Linked DNA regions of Triticum aestivum: region 2 is linked to region 1. The links are chromatin contacts, called in public Hi-C maps. All regions are on one chromosome and are shown on one strand. The core of a region is the stretch at or near the end of the contact, and the rest is flanking DNA. Distances in the headings are between cores, read along the strand shown. Region 1 holds the start of LOC123111386 (probable protein phosphatase 2C 73). Region 2 holds the start of LOC123111390.

Region 1 (4,851 bases), core at 267-2,766:
GTCCATGGCGAAGATTCTCCCCTTGCAACTCAGGATCCTCTCAGCCTCACCTACGACAAGTCCAGAAGATACATTGCAAGTTGCAGTTAACAAGTGTACGTACCACCTACAGGCAAGTATGACATGAGAAATTCAGAGGCTGACCAGGAAGATCTGGCTTTAAGTCGGTGGTGATTTGCACCGAAACCGGGCGGCCCTTGCTGTCCCGCGCGCAGAGAACAGCGCGCGAATCGCCTAAATTTGCAACGATCAAGTGATCACCCTGTATGCAAAAAATAGCAACAATTGAAACTTTCAAATATACTTCTAAATTTCAAGTGAACATTTCGGTGCTTTGGCCGAAATGCAAACTGGAACCACTGAAATTCGGTAATTTCGGTAGGTGCTGAAATATTTCTGAAACTGAAATTTAAAACCATCTAGTATCTATTACCTGCCTAACGACGGTGACAGCAGTGGTGCCACTGCAAAGGCAGTCGATCCCGGAATGCTGCCTCAGCTCCTCGTCGACGTCCTCGAACGCCTTCACGATCAAGCTCTTCCACGAGGACAGCAGCTGGTGCTCTTCGCTGGTGTCGCTGGACGAGGTGCAATCCGACTTGTCGAACGAATCCATGTCCGCGTTGCTGTTGCTGGAGAGGGCGTCGTCTTCAGCTCTCGGTGCCAGAGAGGCGGACAGCTTCTTGGGAAGGGAGTCTCGGACATGCCGTGCGACGTCCCGGCCGAGGGGCCCGTGCCCGTCGAAGACTCCGCAGAAGATCTGGCCCTTGTGCCCGGCGAAGTCCTGATCATCTTGACACATCAAGATTATCTTATGTCTCAAGTAAATTTTGCACATAATCTAGCAGCTAGGCCATACTGATACTATCTGCCACGGATTTCAGTTTCTAATGCTGCATTCATGCTGATATTAGTACACTGGTGAGCAATAAATATGTCATGAGACTAAGTAGAGTACGTACTACATAGGAGATCAGGGCAATGGTGAGCAATCAAGATGGTGAGGTACATGTGTGGTGATTACAGTATCTCAGGTGTATTGCAGGTTCCAAAGTTTTTCAGTTTGAGCAAAGCTAGTAGCAGAGATGGACCTAGTACTACTGCAAAAAGCTGCCGATTCAACTTGCAGCGAAGAAAAGAACATATCTCCCATGGCTACAAGGAAGGGGAGGGAAGGAAAGGAAAGCTTGACCTTACCTGGCAGGCGGCCATGGCGTCCTGGTTGACGCCTTTCCACCCTTGCTTGGTGTGCATGGACACCCCGGCGGCGCCGGCGAGCTGCTCCTGCAAGAAGTCGTCGTGCTTCCAGGGGAACCACCCCTCCGTCTCCTCGAGCTCCCTCCCCCCTCCTTCCCTGCTGCAGCAGATCCCCATTGCCGCAGCCAAATCTCGGCAGCTACCTAGAACCTAGCTAGCTCGCTCCTGCAGCTGCAAGCAGAGGTGCACGGAACGGGATGGGCATCTCGGAGTTTAATGCGCGCGGGCGGGCGTGTGTGCGCGTGAGCGAGCGAGCGAGAGAGTGGGGTGAATGGATGTTTATCTTGCCATTTATAGCGTTGGGGCGCCATTAATGGCGAGAGGACATGGGCGCCCCGTCCTGGAGGTAGATGGGGACGGACGCCGCTAATGGTGGTGACGCGGCCGCATTCAATGCTCCTCAGCAACTCTTGTTGCCTGTAGCTGTGGGCGCCAACGTGAGATGCCTGCCTCCTGCGCCCGTCGTCGTCTTCAATGCGCATCTCACTGGCTCTGGCTCTGGCTGGGCGTCAGAGGAGGCTCACCTGTCTCTCCATGAAAATCCTTGCGAGTTTGCAGTGCCATAACGCGCTTGGTACCGCTCGCCGCTCGCCTAACGTCCATGAATTCTGAGCTCTAGCCAGTGTTGCAGTTTGCAGGTAGCAGCGGTCGCTGCCAAAGTGCCTTGTTTGGGCTAGGCCTGATGATAATTCTTGGCCCGGACAAGTCTGATCTGAAAATGTCAAAGCCTGGCCAGGCCCGGCCCAACCCAACATATGTGAAAAATGTCTTTTCCTTCTTAATTTAATGACACGCTAGGCGTCATCCGGCATGGATCAATTGGCGATTAAGTATGGCCAGTAGGAGCCAAACGACTATAGTGGCGAAAATATAAACCGCCTCTACAGCCATTCGATAAGGCAGTGTGTGACCCTCTGATCGTCTTCCGTTCTCTTGTAGCTTGCACAATCAACACCACTTGTCGAATTCAAAAAAAAAAAAAAACACCACTTGTCATCCTGTCCCGTCACAGCGTTGATCGTACTTGCACAAGCACAGCCCATGCTAGCAGGCAACCGCCACCACCGTCGCAGCGTCGACCATCGCTTTGCACCTTGTAGCCTGCTCGTAGCATCCGTCGTTGCCGACATTGCAGTGTCGCCTGAAGTTCTGATGGTCCCTTGCGTCACCACCGACATTCCCCTCAAAGCTTCAATGATTCCCGTCGCCGGAGGCTCATGGGCCGTCCAATTGGCAACACATCAGATGGACCGCATGTTGCTTCGCTTCTCCCAGCATCACACAAATGCAGCATCTCGCCAGCCCACAGCTCGTGGACTATCATCACCGGCGGTATCGCTGGTCGCTGGCACTGCTTCACAACATCACCAGCAGCATCGCCAGCCGCGTTGCAGCATGACTGCATCCTTCGCAACAACAGGTGGTGATGCTCACCTATAACCCCTCACCCGCACGCAGCATGCTCCTCTCCCTGCACGGCCGCCCTCGGAAGCATCATCGAACATGTCATAGCATATCAGCGACCTTGCAACAATAGGGTTTGGTGCTCATGCGAAAGACACTCTTTCTCACTGTCTCCACCCCAATTGTCGTCTCCCTCACTGTTCCGGCATGTTCCGCCGTCCACCACCGCGATGGATCCATCATTGGATGACCTAACGGAGATGATCATTATCCCGCCAAAGTCGGAGGACCGGGTGGCGGTGGACGCCCGTAAGGCTGCGTTCTCGGAATGCATCAAGGAGGATGAATTGTTGTGTGAGGCATAGTATCCATGTTTGGTTTCACAAGAGAAAGCACTACGATCCCTACCATAAGGAAGTGGTCCATCAACGCAATGGAAGTCGCTCACCAATCGATGGTACACCATTCAAGAGCGAGTCAAAAAGTTTTGCGGCCTCTACAATCAAGTGAAAATCCGGTGGCCAAGTGGCACACAATCCAACAGCTCGTAAGTTTTGTGACTTGTTCAACTTGTTGACCCTCCATTGTCTTCATTAGCTAGCCCATACGTGCGTGCAGGCTATACCCAAAGATGGAGAAGAAGCACTTCATCTATATGCATTGTTGGTTGCACTTAAGTAGGCAAAACAAGTGGCTCACCGCTGTTGCCAATTCCGTCTTAGAGAAAGACGTCGCATTCGAGAGTCCTAGATTGGGCAAATTAGAGTAGACCGTGAAGACGAACCTATGGATTTACTTCTTCAATCCTCTCATTCTTATTGACAGTGTGAAGCACCTCAGCGAGGACTCTGGAAGGCGTACCCAAGTTGGGACTTGAAGATGACATTGGCATGGGACATGATGTATCATGCCTAGGATTCGATTTCTAATACCGCCATGCTCAATGAAGATGAGGGTAGTGATCCAACCATGCCAACACAAGATGGGCTTGCTCCGGCCAAGAAGGTGATTAGGAACCGGGAGAGGAAGTGGGAGGAGGTGAAGTAGAAGCGAGAAGGGTGATACGTCTCCAACGTATCTATAATTTTTTATTGTTCCACGCTATTATATTACCCGTTTTGAATGTTTATGGGCTTTACTTTACACTTTTATATCATTTTTGGGACTAACCTACTAACCGGAGGCCCAACCCGAATTGTTGTTTTTTTGCCTATTTCAGTGTTTCGAAGAAAAGGAATATCAAACGGAGTCCAAACGGAATGAAACCTTCGGGAGTGATCTTTTTGGAACAAACTCAATCCAGGAGACTTGAAGTGGACGTCAAGAAGCGGCCGAGGCGGCCACGAGGGTGCCTGGCGCACCCTAGGGGGTGGGCACGCCCCCCACCCTCGTGGGCCCCTCATGGATCCCCTGATCGACTTCTTTCGCCTATATATACTTGCATACCCTGAAAACACCGAGGAGCACCACGAAAACCTATTTCCACCACCGCAACCTTCTGTATCCATGAGATCCCATCTTGGAGCCTTTTCCGGCGCTCCGCCGGAGGGGGAATCGATCATGGAGGGCTTCTACATCATCGCCAAGGCCTCTCCAATGAGTTGTGAGTAGTTTACCATAGACATTCGGGTCCATAGTTATTAGCTAGATGGCTTCTTCTCTCTCTTTGAATCTCAATACAATGTTCTCCTCGATCTTCTTGGAGATCTATTCGATGTAACTCTTTTTGCGGTGTGTTTGTCAAGATCTGATGAATTGTGGTTTATGATCAAGTTTATCTATGAGAAATATTTGAATCTCCTCTGAATTCTTTTATGTATGATTGGTTATCTTTGCAAGTCTCTTTGAATTATCAGTTTGGTTTGGCCTACTAGATTGATCTTTCTTGCAATGGGAGAAGTGCTTAGTTTTGGGTTCAATCTTGCGGTGTCCTTTCCCAGTGACAGCAGGGGCAGCAAGGCACGTATTGTATTGTTGCCATCGAGGATAAAAAGATGGGGGTTATATCATATTGTTTGAGTTTATCCCTCTACATCATGTCATCTTGCCTAATGAGTTACTCTGTTCTTATGAAATTAATACTCTAGATGCATGCTGGATAGCGATCGATCTGTGGAGTAATAGTAGTAGATGCAGAATCGTTTTGGTCTACTTGTCACGGACGTGATGCCTATATACATGATCATGCCT
Region 2 (5,456 bases), core at 805-3,304, 390 kb after region 1:
TTTCGTGTAAAGGCTTTTTCAGATTTGTATTCTCATTATTATTTTCTACCACAAGTAAAAATATCTTTTCTGAAAGCCTTATCTGATTTGCATTTTCATAGAAAATTTAACTTTTTTCTCGGTATATTTAGTGAGATTCGCCCTCTTCTTTCTGAAGATATAAAACAATTATACCGTGATGGGTGATCAATACATTTAAAATGTGGCAGCGACCTTCTCTTCCTCCTTTAGGCCAACTAAATCTCAAATATACATACGGCTCACCGACATGGGGTGTTCAGATTTTTTTTTCCACAAGAAAAACTGATTTGTTCTTCTTTTGCATATCAAGGGCCCCAGTTTCTAGTTTTGCCCTGGGCTCTCCAAATCTCAGGACTGGCCCTGCCTTTATAAACCCTTTCTCCAACTCAGTATGTTCCGCCTTTTCTTGACTTGAACAAGAGCAGCTCTAGGCCCAAATTCCAATTGGCACTGCAAGCCATTTTACTGGGACTTTATAGTTGATATTTTAGCTCATGGAATCAAGCATCTTGGTGGAGGCAGGTTAGTTGCATAGAGAAGATTGAAATAGGAGATAGACTGAGGGAGTGATGGCGAGACTTTTTTGGATTTGGGACTGAACATGTAGCTATTTGGTTAGCTTATCTATATACTTCCATGAGTGCAGCTGTGGCATACGATTACATGAAAAATACTCTTGAAAGCTATTTCATGAGTGCTGACAACCAATTGAGCATAAACAATGCACTCTTGAAAGGAAAGGAAACTTCATATCCCATGCATAATCTACACGAGTGAACCTGTTGTGACGAATGAGAATCAAATATTGACCAGAATGACTAGTTCTCTACACTACACACTACTCTGCGTAGACATGAATAACTACCACCCTTGCATAAGGAAATGTTTCTTGCCAAACTATGCAACTATTTTTGCATGAATAATAGTCACCGTTGCTCCCAGCTGATCATTTTCGATTAAAACTTTGCAAGATGTAGCTCCAAACCAACATACTGAATTACTGACTAAATTGCAAGAACCCCTCAAAGCACACAATTCAACCACTAGATGGTTTGCGCAATAGCTCCTAAATGCATTCTGCATGTAATCACTCTAAGAACAGCATGATAGGCAGGATGAGAAGACAACCTGGTCGAGCACGCGGTGATTGCTCTTCTCCACCTCCCTTGCGAGCTTCTCCATCCTATGGAGCATCCCGGCATACATGCTATCCATCTCCGCCGCCTGCCCAGCTGCAGCGCAGACGAGCCCTTGCAGCCTCCCCAGCCCAAACCCGTCCACCATCGCATCGACGGCCTTCTGCTCCCCAATGCTGTAAGCATCCTCTGCTTGGGGCGCCGCCGGCGGCGGCTGAGTCGTCAGCAACGGGAAGGGCGACTCCGGGGCGAAGGAGTGGTACTGGTCCCGGAAGCCGGGGCCGACGTTGACGACGGTGAGCGAGGTCGGGACGAGGCGGGATCCGACGAGGAGGAAAGCGCGGTAGTCGAAGGAGTGGGTGGAGAGGTCGTCGGAAGCGGAGGGGGAGACAAGGATGAAGAGGAGCGGGTGGGTGAGGGGCGATAGGGTTTTGGACAGGGAGCACGCGAGGGCGTGCTCGCGCATGGAGGCGCGGAGAGGGGTGCGCCGGCGGGACGAGAAGAAGCCGAGGGGGCAAGGGGAGGAGGGTGGCGGCGGGTTGGGGCGGCCGAGGGGATCTGAGAGGGAGCAGGGGTGGGAGAGGGAGGAGTGGCCGGAGATTGAGATGAAAAGGCACGGGGCGGCGGGGGCTTGGTCGTCGTAGTCGGAGAGGGTGGGAGCCGGCGGAGGGGGGCGGTGGGCGCGGCCGAAGAGGAGGCCGTCGCAGTCACCCGCGGCGGCCCCGCAGCGGTGGAGGAGCGCCGCGAGGGCGGCGCCGGAGATGGAGAGCTTGACCTCCTCGCCGACGGCCATCGGTGGGTGTGATGGGATCGATGGGGACGTGTAAAGGTCAGTAGTCTGCACGTCCTCTTTACTATCTCAACGACCGCTTTCTGCACATCATATTGCCCTGCTTCTACAGTTCTAGTACAATTTTACGTTTTTTTATATAAAAAAAGTACATAAAATATGGCAAATAAAAGATCTTTTGAAACCATCTTCAAGAATGTTTTGAAAAATCAAGGATCATGGCAGGGCTTCAAGCCGGGCCTGAATCTAAACCCTGATGTTCTCTTGCTGTGTCTGGTGCCCTGAAGTTGCTTCAGTAAACAACAGGAAGGCAAACAACAGCGAAAAACGACCATAAGCATACGGCAACAAATCAAATGTTCGTCCATATAGTTCGTGTCCCTTTTCGCATTTCAGTTCAGTTTCGAATCAGATGTTCGCTGCATTGTGAATTAAGATCCAAAAAAACAAGAAACGAGAAACTGGACAGTGGTTTTCTCGGTTCAAGAGACAAGGGCTTCTGAATTCAGACAAAGACAAAGAGAGGACCCTCCAGGGTCTTAACAGTTTGCTTTGCAGTTCACTCATCAGCAGCAGCAGCTTAGATAGATACTTAGATACTAGTAGGTATAGGTTCGAAGTGTCCGTAGATCAGAGAAAGCCGGTCGGTCAGAGAACAATGGCAGAGCAGTAGCATCTGCTGCCGATTGACTTCATCCCTGTATTCACCCAACCACAGCCTTCCTTGTAGCGCTCCACCTGACAATCCATCCAACACAAGGCGTTTCAACAGTTGATCAGCACAATTTTTCTGAGAAACTACACATCAAACAGCGAGAAAATCAAGTGATAAAACGGCTGAAACTGAAGGGTAATCTAGGCAGTAGTATAGTTTGGATGTTAGCAGCCGTATGGTGCTCGGCGGAAAATTGCATCTGGGTGTAGCTACCTACCACATCCAAGATTGTATCTGCTTCACCTTTGACCCCACCCAGAGTGAATATCGAACCACCGAGCACAGCTGAAGAGTGGTACCCTCTGGTGTAGTTCATTGGTTCCACCATCACCCATGACGGCATTCTTGGCTCGTACAACTCAACGGTGGATGCCATTGCTCCAGCATCAGCATCATAACCACCCATTACATATCTGAAAGAAAAACACGGCATTGCTAAGCACCATGACGGGCATCTATGCTGTTTTCAGTTGTAGCAAGAGTCAGTAAAACAAAATTTTGGATCACATGGGCCGACATCATACAAAATTTACGCTGATCCCCCGTCCCCGTGATTTACCACAAAGAGCTATACCAGAGACTTAATTAGATGCCCACGTTCTACAATTTCTAGTGGACCGTCCTGATCTGTAAAAAGAGATGCACGTACTTACATCTTCTCATCAAGCACTGCCACTGTATGACAACCTCTTACTGTACTCATTGCTGGGAGCATTTTCCAGTTAGGCTCCCTAGGATCAAGCCTCTCAGCAGAGCTGGTAACAAACATCGTACTATTAGCAAAATGGAAATTATGCATTCTCACTTTGAAGAAATAACAAGTTCATTGTCATGCAAGCCATAAAGAAAATAGGCTAATGAATACCGTACTCAGTTGATTACAGATTTACATACTGCTTCGATATAAGGAGAGTGTTTCTCTGTTGCTCGAAAAGGGGGTCGACAGAGTAATATGCACTAAGCCATGAGTTATGAAATGTGCTCTAGGACTTTTGCAGGTTGCATTGCTGCACTAAACTACTTACTTTTGCTGGGTTGATAGTACCTAAATCAGTTTGTAACTGAAACTTGCCAAAATAAGTACAAGTGGTGAAAGGATATCACCTCAGATACTGAACGCCATTGAAACCGCCAACTGCATAAATCACACCATTAAGTTCTGCACCAGCTAGAGAAAAGCGCTGAAAACCAAGCACCACAGATTATTCAGACAAAAGCAATCATCACATCATAGAGGTTTATAGGCTGGAATATATAATTATATGGACATGAGTAAGAAACCATAAATAGCAAATAGAGAAACAAGAACAATTATACAGAGTACTACAGAAGTACGCACTTTTGCATCAGGACAATCATTATCTTTCCATAAAATGGTCCTCCTTGATGCCAGCTTTAGATGCATTTTACAAAGTAAAAGATACTAACGAGTTTTGCTAGTCAACAAAAAGTAAATTTTACAAATTTAATGCAAATAAGCAGTGGAGACCAACACCCAGCCTAGAAGTTATTTATGTTCATAATCCAGGAACACATTTTTGTTCATTTGTTCACATGAATAAGAGACTGTCTCCCTGCTTAAGCAGGGCAAACTTCTAAATTCCATACATCTGTAGTGAATTTGCGGAGCCCCTGTTTTTTTTCCTTACAGAAGACTTAACCCTGACCCCATCCAGTTAAAGCCAAAACCAGCATGGTATTTCTGGTGATCCTCGTGGGAGAAGGAACCATCGAGTATGTCAAAGACATTGTTGTGGATATTAGGCAGTGGTGTGGAGGTTATGGTGGAGAAATCTACAACATTGGGATAAGATGCTACAATGTTAGGCCAACTTATGGTAATTCAAGCAAGAGCAACCCGCTGAAAACCAACTTATGCTAATCCTCCTTTTTAACATGCGCACTGAAACAAGGTGTGGTTTCCCCAGCAGATGCTGACTAAAAGTAGGAAAAATACCCAGCAACAACAGAGGAGACCATCACATATAGATCGAAGAGTTACTTTTTCCATATTCTATGGACCATTCTCCGACATGGAGGTTCTTATCTGTAACTGCTTAGGATTTCGTAGTTCTCATGCTTGCATCGAGAATGAAGAGATAAAAGTTGGTGCTATCTCGTCTTTGTATTGAAAATGGAGCAACTAATTTATCAGTAGGCTACTTACTCGTTCATAACTAGTTTTTCTGTAAACCCCACAGTTTTTTCTCTTTACGGTGTAGTACTCTCGTTCATAACTAGTAATTTTCCTGATCTGCAGCGTATACAACAATTACTAGACTCGATTAAATCATCCTGCAATGAAGGTAAGTTGAATCAAGGATGACATGTTGAAAACGTATGTACCTTTTCTAGCATAGGGTAACTCTTTGTCCACTTTCCCTGAGCAGGATCAAACACCTCCATGTCAGAGAAACAGCCAATGCCATCTCCACCGCCAAATGCATAAATTTTGCCATGCAAACCAACTCCAGCGAGGCTCCCCTTTCCATGAGTCAGTGCTGGGCATGGGGTCCAATCATCACGTCTTCGGTCATAACAGTCAACTTCAGGAGAAAGGATAGATGCATATATTAGGACCTAAAAATTTGCAATCAGGGAGGCCATCAAAGACTGAACACAGAAACCAATGAGTACCTGTATCAAACCAGCAAGCACCATCACCACCACCAAGAACAAATATTTTGCCATCTAACGCGACAGCAGAGGTATAGGACTTCCCAGCAGTCATTGGTTTCAGAGGTGTTAGTATGTCCAAGGAGGGTGAGAAGGAGTCTAATGATGACAAAAATGA

The links. A called contact is a pair of places that touch in the nucleus more often than the background predicts.
Region 2: a Hi-C map of leaf shows a contact between it and region 1, with 3 times the contacts expected there. The contact joins the promoter of LOC123111390 here to the promoter of LOC123111386 in region 1. A contact is called at or near these places in 3 of 5 Hi-C or Micro-C datasets (all in leaf).

What each region holds. Positions count from the first base shown.
Region 1 is chr5B:280,316,478-280,321,328 of IWGSC CS RefSeq v2.1, forward strand. LOC123111386 (probable protein phosphatase 2C 73) reads right to left here and starts at 1,517. Exons shown (of 5, transcript XM_044532176.1): 1 at 1,198-1,517; 2 at 434-784; 3 at 145-262; 4 at 1-50. The coding sequence starts at 1,374.
Region 2 is chr5B:280,702,288-280,707,743 of IWGSC CS RefSeq v2.1, forward strand. LOC123111390 reads right to left here and starts at 2,055. Exons shown (of 3, transcript XM_044532180.1): 1 at 1,150-2,055. The coding sequence starts at 1,950. LOC123111389 reads right to left here. Exons shown (of 12, transcript XM_044532178.1): 6 at 5,300-5,456; 7 at 5,009-5,208; 8 at 4,830-4,916; 9 at 3,767-3,843; 10 at 3,316-3,417; 11 at 2,880-3,075; 12 at 2,305-2,685. The coding sequence ends at 2,596.